2 separate regions of the Oryzias latipes genome follow, and region 1 is linked to region 2. A link is a contact called in public Hi-C data. All regions are on one chromosome and are shown on one strand. The core of a region is the stretch at or near the end of the contact, and the rest is flanking DNA. Distances in the headings are between cores, read along the strand shown. Region 1 holds the start of LOC101171376 (probable serine/threonine-protein kinase kinX). Region 2 overlaps foxn3 (forkhead box protein N3).

Region 1 (4,812 bases), core at 686-3,185, 200 kb before region 2:
CCTTTTAAAGCAAACAATTAAACTCTTTTTGATAGACTTAATATTTAAGGGTTTAAATGTGCCATGTACTTTATGCATAAGTGCTAATTAGTGTATTTATGATTAATAGTAATTGAAACTGAATATTTACATGCACATATATGCATTTTTTATATATTTTTCAATAAATGTATGACTAATTAAACTAAATGTGATGTATCTATTCTGTTTTTGGTCTTCTATTTGGTTCAATTATTGTGTTTATTCCTTGAAACAAACCAATTCCCAAAACCCCCAAATCCAAATTTGACCCCATGGGTAATTCAGGGTTAAAACCACATTAAAAGATGAAAAAAGAAAAAAAAAAATCAGTTTTCACATTAAGCTAAGAAAAACGGTTTTTGTTTGGATTTTAATGTTAGAGTGGAAGTTTGTCTGCATGACACTGAAAGCTGTTTAGTCTATACTTGAAGGTCTGTTCCAAAGCTTCTTCAAACCTGGTTTGTCAAAGACTGCTATTTGCTATGGAGGAATGTGTGAAGAAGCAGAGTTTAAAAAAAAAAAAAAAAAAGTCTGTCAACAGAGCGACCTGAGTGGTCCTGCTTCCTGCTTTTGGTCAGGACCAGATCAGCATCGTTCTGGTTGAACTGCAACGACTTTACAGGACGTTTACTAGAGCAGAGCTGGCAGTCTGAGCTGCTGGAGGAAAGCAGTTTAGACAGTAAACCTGTGATTTTTGTGATTCTTTTGAAATTTGTCATTTGTTTAAAACTTGTTAACGTTCACGCAACAGTGGTTTTGGCTTTCTGTGTGTCATTCTGGGATCAGCTCATAGTCCCCCTCTTTAATGGGAGTCAGCATCCCTTCATGAGGAAGTGATGCTTTTCAAACCTCATTTAGACACTTTCTGACAATCTGCTTGAATTAAATCAAATCAAACTTCATTTATATGACACTGTTCCTTTAAAAAAAAACATGGCACAAAGTGCTTTACATTAAGACCAAACAAAATTTAAAAAAAGAAAGAAACGATCATGAAAAGTTAAATAGAGCCCCCTCCCCAGACCTACGCACAACCCCCCTCCCCTTATCCACCTCCCACCCCCTATCTGACGGAGATAGACAACAGGAAATAGGCTGAGCATGAAAACAAAATGTTAGTTGTTGGAAACACTAATATTTGGGACCTCCCTCTCTGTGAATAGCTGAATAGCCAGCCAAATGCAGCATCACAGGTCGGGGACCAGCCTCACCTCTGGCGGGGGGTTGACATCATTGTTGGCTCAAATACTTTGTTACCCTTTATAATGTTGGGATATATGCAAGTTTTCCTCTCCTAACAGTCTCAAAGTGATCTAGCTCAGTACTTTTCCCCAGCATTGGACACAAACTGGTCATATGTTTATAAAGACCAATGGAAAATATTTTAAGACAATAATTCTACAATAAAAAGGGCATGAATCACAACTTAAATGACAAACAGCACTTCCAAAAAGATGTTAAGAGGTTCAGACCAAAATAGACTATTCAGGATAAAGTAACGTTAAGCATGGATCATTTAATAATGCAGCTTTGAGCAGTCTGCAAACAATAAACCATAACTTTCTAATAAAATCGTGTGCAAATACATAATTTACTGTGGATTTAATGAAACTTAAACATTAAATCTTTACCTTCATGGCCTTCAGTCATACTCCTGAAGTTTCCTGTCCAGCAGTAAAGTCTTAATCCAGATTAATGTCCATGAAAAGAGACAATGTGGATTTTTTCACTCCAAAGAATAGTTTAATCCAACTGTATGACAACCAATCCAACATTAAACGTGTGGAAACTCCCTTCCAGAGTCAAAGTTTTGCAGTGGATGAACCTGAAGAGACCAAGTTTGGGTAGCCGGGGGGGTCTCTGCCCTATGCCTGGTTGGGACTGTAGACAGAGAAGCCCCCCCTTTTTCTGCTCAGACAAAATTAGATCAACTAGGAGGGACAGGAGGCTGACGGGTGCGAGAGAGGGAAGACAGATTGAAGGTAACTTTAGCAGGCCAGTCAGTACAGTGGCATAGTCCCTATGTGGAATATGATCTAATACTGAATAAAATGTATTATAATTGTTTGGATTTGAGGTATTTCTACCTTCATCTTGGTTCCACGGATTGGATCTAGACCTTTTTAGGCACTAACGTCCTGTTTCGGAAGCTAAACCCCAGATTTATTTTTAGAGTGGTTCTCTGCTACTGGCATTCTGCTTCTCCTTTTAAGGCCAGAGGCGTGACCTCAGCATGCCAACCCAACTAGCTCCCCTCCAACATCTCTTCCTGACTCCCCCCGTCTGTGAAGATCAGGTGGAGAGCAGAACGTGCAGCAGGATGGCTGAAAAAGAAAGTTTTGTATTCTTTTGTGCAAACAAGACCAACAAAAATATGGTTGAATAGAAGTATTAAGTCATTTTCAATTAAATTAATAGACATTATTATTGCGAGTACAGAAATATGACCAAAATTCAATTAAATATATAAGATGCTTTTAGGCTCAGATTTAATGAACCATGTCAAAAGAGGATCCTGATCCTCTACTGCCCTCTTGTGTCCTTCTTTTGCATTTTTCTTTTCTTTTTTAACTTGCAGCTGTTGTGTTTTCACTGTAATCTGCAGGATGACATGCAGGAGCTCCGGCATCACACCTTTAGCTGGATGGTTAAGTTCACCTGACCACGAGTGACCTTTAAAAAGCATGAATCCCACCTTTAAGTGTGCCTTCAACTTCTCAATGACATCTGTGCTGACTTCATATTCAAAACGCAACATGCAGCATCTCTGGGGCTTTTAGAGCTTTTGTGTTTGTAAAATTCTATTTAAACTTCATTACTTTGAGGACAATGAGACGGAAAATGAGGGTTTCAAAGATTTTAGGCTGAAATAATTTAAAACTGATGCAAAAACTAGCAAAATGTCTACAAAGAACGATGCCTTTTTCCTAAAATAGACCTCTGGTGCTAATTGATTTAAATTGAACTTTAAAAACACCAGTTGTAACTTTTTAATGTTGTATGTTATTAATTTGTAAAATGAACCATCGTTAATTCTTAATAAAGCGACCCTTGTATTGTAACAATAAAAAATATATTTGATTAAAATATATTCCACTGCCGTGGAATAAAAAAGGTGATATGTTACAACATCAGCATGAATTGATCAATCAGAGCTATATTTAGTTTTTCTTTACAAACCATCATCTGTTTATTCTAAACATTTAAAATCTGCTTTATATTAGCTATTAAACTATTGGCAAAAACAGAACTTTTAAAATCCAAAAATATATTTAATCCACTCATTGTTATTCCTTTATCTTGTAAGCTAAAACTATATTCATGTTTAATTCAGATAAATGTTTTCATTTATTAGGTCACACTTAGTGCTTTCAGCTCCCTGCACTTTAAAAACTAATGATAGAGAAAACAAATGGCTGAGCATTAACACTGCCTGACTCATTGGCCTTGATGGAAACATTTTAGAACTCTGACTTGGGTAAAATAGGGGAAAAAAGTCTGACAGGTGTCGGAAGACTTTTTATTAAAAAACACAATTTAAAAAATCCCTTGAATGTAATTATTATGGCTAACACAAACAAACTAAATTAAATTTTTGCTATTTTTGTTTTTAAAAAGTTATATTGTTTTACGTTGGTGTAAATATGGATGGTTGTGTAGCAAGCCATCTAGTGGTTTCTTGGTGAACTGATCAAGTTTCCTTTTTAAACCTGCTTCAAACCGGAAGTCACAAAGTGGTGATGTGGTGAAAACTGTCAACAGCACAAGATTATCAACGCCACAAGGACTTTTTGACTAAACTAACTGGGAAAAGAGATGCAACCACATTACAAAATATGTTTGCATACATTTTGCGATCCATTAGTAACTTTGAACTACTTGGAGATGCTGTTTAAATACTTCCAAGGTGATGTGTTGCAACAACTCTTTTTTTCCCAATTTGATCGTGTTTGAACATTTTTTTTTTCTTTAAAGAAGTAATATCTTGTAAATTCATCCTTTTAATATAAGCAGATACGGATTATTATTTTATTAATATAATACATTATATTAAATAATAATTCATATTATTAATGTGACATAAAAAATAGAAAAGAACACAAAAATGAGGAAAAAAGCCATTGCAAAAATGTATTGTGTTAACTCTTTTGAAATATAATTTTGCCAGTAAAGTGAAAAAAAAAAGCAAAGCAGACTTTTAAAATTCTGTTGATTAAATTCTTGTTTGTTGTACACAGAGAGAAGACGGTTTAACACCAAATGAGGAAACTGGCACTTTATTAAATGTATATTTCTCTCATCAATGCACAGATACAGGCTGGAATCGGATAGAGTCATAGGGAGCATTGTTGCAGACGAGTTGAAGTTGCAGATGGATGTTTAGAAGCTTAGATACAGGCCTAAAGGAAAACTTTTGATCACCATGGAAACTGGATGTCCAGCGCTTTGGTCCAGATGTGAGTCTCCAGTAAACTTTCATGCATCGGTAATGAAGTCTTGTTCTTCACAGTAAAGGAGGTGGGATGAATTCACTGCTTGTGGCTGAGCCGCCTTTCTCTGTGTCAGTTCGTCCTCACTTGCCTGAGTCTTTCTCACCCGTCTGCCGTTTCCTTTTAAAAGCGCTTCCCACAGCCGCCCTTATCTGTCCATGCTCGTCTCCGCCAGGCGATTATTCATGATGCCCAGAGCGCCAACGCCTCCCGAGAAGCCGTTCTGACGTGAACTGGAGTTGGTCTGGCGCGGGTGCCCGATGGCCATCTCTGAAAGTTGTTTTTGCATAATAGCTAAGTT
Region 2 (4,516 bases), core at 730-3,229:
GGATGGACCGGCCAAGTACCAGAACTCTTGGAGAAGAATTAGCTTATCTAACTCTGCAACTTCATGTTTAAAAGTTACAGATATAGAAAATATTAAAAGTAAACTACGGTGGCCCGTAAGTGCAAAGACATTTTAAGGATCACGAAAACAATAATAAAAAATAAAAAAATAAAAACAAATAATACAAAATAACATTACAATTTTGAAATCGAAACCACATTTCTAAAAACACAATTCCAAAAAAAAAAGGAAACATTTTGGGAAACAAAAGTAATTTCTGGAAATCAAAATGAAATGTTCAAAAAATGAAATTGGATTATGGGACATCATTGATTGGATGATGAGGTTTGTTCTCCTTTTCAACCAGAAAGTATGAGGTAGTGTCTTTCAGGAAGCTGGATGGCTCAGTAGGTTGGGTGCAGGGTAGGTGCACAGGAAACCTGGACTTGATTCCCATGGAGTGCAATGAGCTTCAAGATCCTTCGCGGTATACTGCCACAAGGGGACTCAGTCTGGGATTCGTGCGTGAGCATGCACCGCATGCCCCTCCTGACACAACAGAACAGGGGCATGCGGCGTAAAACTCTCTGTCAAACCCCTTCAACAACCACATCATCATCCAATCACTGATGTCCCATAATTCCTGCTTTGTCTGGTTTCCTATTTTGATTTCTGGACTCTACTTTTTTTTACGTTTTTCGTTTCTAGAATTTTGTTTGGATTTTTAAAATCTAAAAAGTTATTTTATTATTTCTTTTGTTTTGTTTTTTAGTTGTTTGGCTGGGATCTTTAAAACATTTTTGCGTTGATGTGATTTGCACTTCAGGGCCTCTGTAGTAAAGTGGAGCCTAAAACCGTTTCCCCAAAAATAGCAAAAGAAGAAAATGGCTTTTTAGTGACCCCAGTTTATTGTGGTGAAACAGATGATCAAACGGGTTTACATTTTCCTGAAAGTGTTTTATAATAAACGCAGGAAGCACGCTGCCTCTTGAAATGAAGTTACAGTAATAAAGTGCTCCTTTTATTTAGTCTCCTCTCTGCAAGTTGGATCTCCCGTCATTCAGCGGGGCACTTAAACACTCCCTCTGAGCGTCAGATGGACAGGCCAGTTAGCCATCCAGTTTAACTGCCAGCAACTTCATTCCACCAGCAATCCGAGCCGTCAGTCAGGCAGTCAGTCAAGCAGCATTAGCATGCATGCAGCCTGCAGACCCTGTTCTCAGTTTAACACAGCAGCCAGGCAGGCAAATACACAATGAGAGAGAGCAAGGGGCAAAGGGGGGGGGGGGGGTGTTATGACTGAGCAAGAGGCCACTTTCAAACAGTTGCATTCTCAAGGTCTGCTGGGAGTGACCTCTGAACCGGACTGGAGCCTGCTGGGCCATGTGGAACTCATTCAACAGGAAAGCAGAGGAGGTGGCTGGGAGACGGGCTGCAGGCGGAGGCAGCCTGCGATGCCTTCTCTCGAGGAAGGCTGTCACCCCCCCCCCCCACCCCCCCCGATGCAGACGGAGGCTCCTTCTCTTTTGTCTTTTTTTTTTTTTTGTCCTAATTTTTTTCCTCTCAAGCGCCTGGTCTTTCTCAGTTCCTTATCGCACCTCAGTGGCAAACGTCTCAGGCTTTCTCACCTGCAGAGACAGCGTGCATGCTCCGCCGGAGATATGAGTCACCCCTATGCATAGAATGACAAAAGATCAACAAAGAGTAGAGAGGGGGGGGGACGGGGGGACGGTAGAGGAACAAAAAAAAAAGGGTTTACTCAGGAATTCAGACAGCAAAGTAAAGAAGTGGAGGGTTGTCTGCGCTTGTACTGAGCATGTGCGTGCGTGTGCACGTGTGTGTCGCCGAGTAAAGTCAAACAGAGCCCCGGCGTCTCCCCGCTCTCCTCCCTCAGTCACTTTTCTTTCTCTGATCTACCACCATGTGGCACGTGAAAGAGGAAAAAAAAATGGTGGGGGTGGTTGCTGTGGCAACCTGAAGCCCCCCCCCCCCCCCCTTGCTGACTAGCGACTAGAAACGAGAGGTTGAGGTTGCAGCGAGGGGTGTGGGAGCATGTCACGCCGGGCGGGACCTAATGCACTGCCCACACGCAAACACGGAGACACACATGGAGCCACGCCGCCAGTGATCAAGATTACAAAAGAGACTCTGTGCAGCAGGGACTTACTTATAAGGTTATGGAGAGCAGAGCTGCAGATATCAGGGGGCAGAGCCACGCTAACTGCAGTCAATAAGATTACTGTGGACACAGCCGGCCTGCAGGGGGACCACAGTGCCCACTTCCATGGGCAGAACCACAAACAGATCCATCACAATTAATTCTTTGTGTGTCATGTTACTACATGCACCAGGACTTTACATGGGGAGTTGGGGGGGGGGGGGGGGGGGTCTGCAACTTGTATGTTTTAATGAGCCTCTGGCTCCTGGGGCAAATTAAATTCCTCCTCATAACATTGATGATTAATTTATGAAAATGAACAGGCGAGATTTAACATAAAAAAAGAGCTTTTCGCTGCAGTAGATGAATGCTGCAGTGCGCGGATGTGGACATTTTTCACCTCAAAAGCAGACAAAATCATTTGGGGGGGGACCTATAAACGGAGCCGGGAGATTTAAAGAAAAAAAAAAAACATAGCTGCTTTATTGAAAGGAGATGACTGAGGAATGGCAGCACTTCTTTTACATCCCCTCATCCTGCATCCCTCCTTTCTCGGCTCCGCCACGGTCCACTCTTCAGCAGAAATAGGACACCAGCGGAAAAACTGTGACCCCGATGGAAAATCTGAAACCGCATTAGGAGCTCGTTTTTTTTAATTTGGAAATTCACCGCCGCGGCTGCTTCTTTCCTGGAGTCGCTCTCAGAAACCTTTGTGCTTCAAATAGGTCGATAATGGTCATCAGCCTGCTAGTTTAGCTTAGCATTTAATGAAAATAAAAAAGCTGAATAAGTGAAATTGTTTTAATTGTCTTCTCACAGTCACATGAACCAGATGCTTCAAATTCGCTGATGGAAAATCATTTCTTAAAAAGCAGCTGAGGTCATTTCCTGGAAGTCTGAACTATTACTTAACCGTTTTTGCCCCAGAAAGCGTAAAAACTGAAACTTCTGTCAGCATGGTGGCTTTGATTTGTGTCTCTGCAAAGGTTCAGGAGCATAAGCCCTGATATTCCACTGTCCCTGCAGATTTTCAGTTCCTGGCTCGGAGTGGGCCTCGTGAGGATACAAGGATTTGTTCCAAAGCTTCTCTGTCATCCGGGCTTCGTGGCGTTCCTCTGACATGTGTATTTGTGCTCCTTATTTGTGGAGTTTTCTTTAAACACTTTTGGCTCCTCCAGTCTCCGCCACATCACCCCCTTTGAGCGATCATATTAATGACAAACTCTCCCAAATTATTCTTGTATCTTATTGTAAACAAAATACATCTTATTTGCAGTTTTCAAGCTTACAAGGTATAAGTTCAGAAATGTAGTTTTGGATGATTGGGTCTCTGTAACTGTAAAACGCTTTGGTGTTCAGCCCACACCATCAGAAGGTCTGGATTTAGCCGAGCCCGGTGGATCGTTGCTAGTTGAATAAATCACAGACAACTCACTTATGTTGCTTTCCTGCTCCACCTGACCTCACCTTGTTCATCGGTGTTTACCCTTTGGGCGTCCTTGGGGAGTCCAACCGCTTTGTCCATCTCAGAGAAGTCCTATTAAGTTTTAAAGGTGTCTTTTTTTTTTCCATTTCATCCTCTAAACTGCCTCCAGCTTTAATGTCTCGCTTAAGTTGCCTCTCTTTTTCTTTCAGTTCCTCGGGGCGTGATCCAGAACGGCGCCCGGGTCAGGAGTCAGGCGCTCTTCCCCGTCATCAGACCCCTGCCTGTAAGCCCGGTGGGAAGTAGGACCTCGGCCATCAGGTGGGTCCGACCTTCTAATGAGTGACACCAACTGCTTTCTCTGTCAGACGTGCACGAACAAAACACGTGTGGCGGCACAAAAGTTTGACGTAACGACATTGTTTCGTCGCTCTCGCACACCCGTTTCACCCAGATGTGTTTATGTAACACACGAGCAGGTTTATTAGAGGGACTCAAAGAGCATCTCCAGCATGCGTGGACATGCGCATCTATCACAGCAGCATAAAAGTAGAATGAATTAAACATACCCAAAGGCTCACTAAAGGTATGTAGTGAATATTTGATGACTGTAAGGGGTGCGTGTTTTTCTTATGAGATATTAATATGCTAACCCTCTCATTCTGAAGGAGGGGACACGTGAAGTTCCTGCTGATTTATGGGGTGTCAGAACCCCACCTCTGTCCTTTGAATGCTGTTACACAGAAACTGCTCCTCTGGCTAATGGAGGCAAATGTGTGTTGCAGCATAATGCAGAAAAGGGTGCGCTGGACGGTGGCCTTCGGGGTTTGCAGGGTTGACTTTGTGCTTCTCAGACTGCAGGCTGTCATTTAAAATGTGCACCGACTGCAGTCTGACATGCAGTCTGCTTCATCTAAAGGGAAGGGCTGACTCTT

What was found. A called contact is a pair of places that touch in the nucleus more often than the background predicts.
Region 1: a Hi-C map of embryo shows a contact between it and region 2, with 1.6 times the contacts expected there. The contact joins the promoter of LOC101171376 here to the enhancer-like site in region 2. A contact is called at or near these places in 2 of 5 Hi-C or Micro-C datasets (embryo and fibroblasts).

Annotation. Positions count from the first base shown.
Region 1 is chr24:4,375,477-4,380,288 of ASM223467v1, reverse strand. It overlaps LOC101171376 (probable serine/threonine-protein kinase kinX), which reads right to left and starts at 1,935. Exons shown (of 32, transcript XM_023952744.1): 1 at 1,653-1,935. The coding sequence starts at 1,671. LOC101159401 (potassium channel subfamily K member 13) reads right to left here. Exons shown (of 3, transcript XM_004083404.4): 3 at 4,128-4,812. The coding sequence ends at 4,660.
Region 2 is chr24:4,178,989-4,183,504 of ASM223467v1, reverse strand. It overlaps foxn3 (forkhead box protein N3), which reads left to right. Exons shown (of 6, transcript XM_020714699.2): 5 at 3,794-3,902. Among protein-coding and RNA genes, the nearest start is that of gtf2a1, 7.4 kb to the right of the region's middle. Within about 2 kb of position 1,979, at least 6 of the 8 cell types and tissues checked have an H3K27ac peak or open chromatin away from gene starts, as enhancers often do. A contact at or near this core is called in embryo, where this site is marked.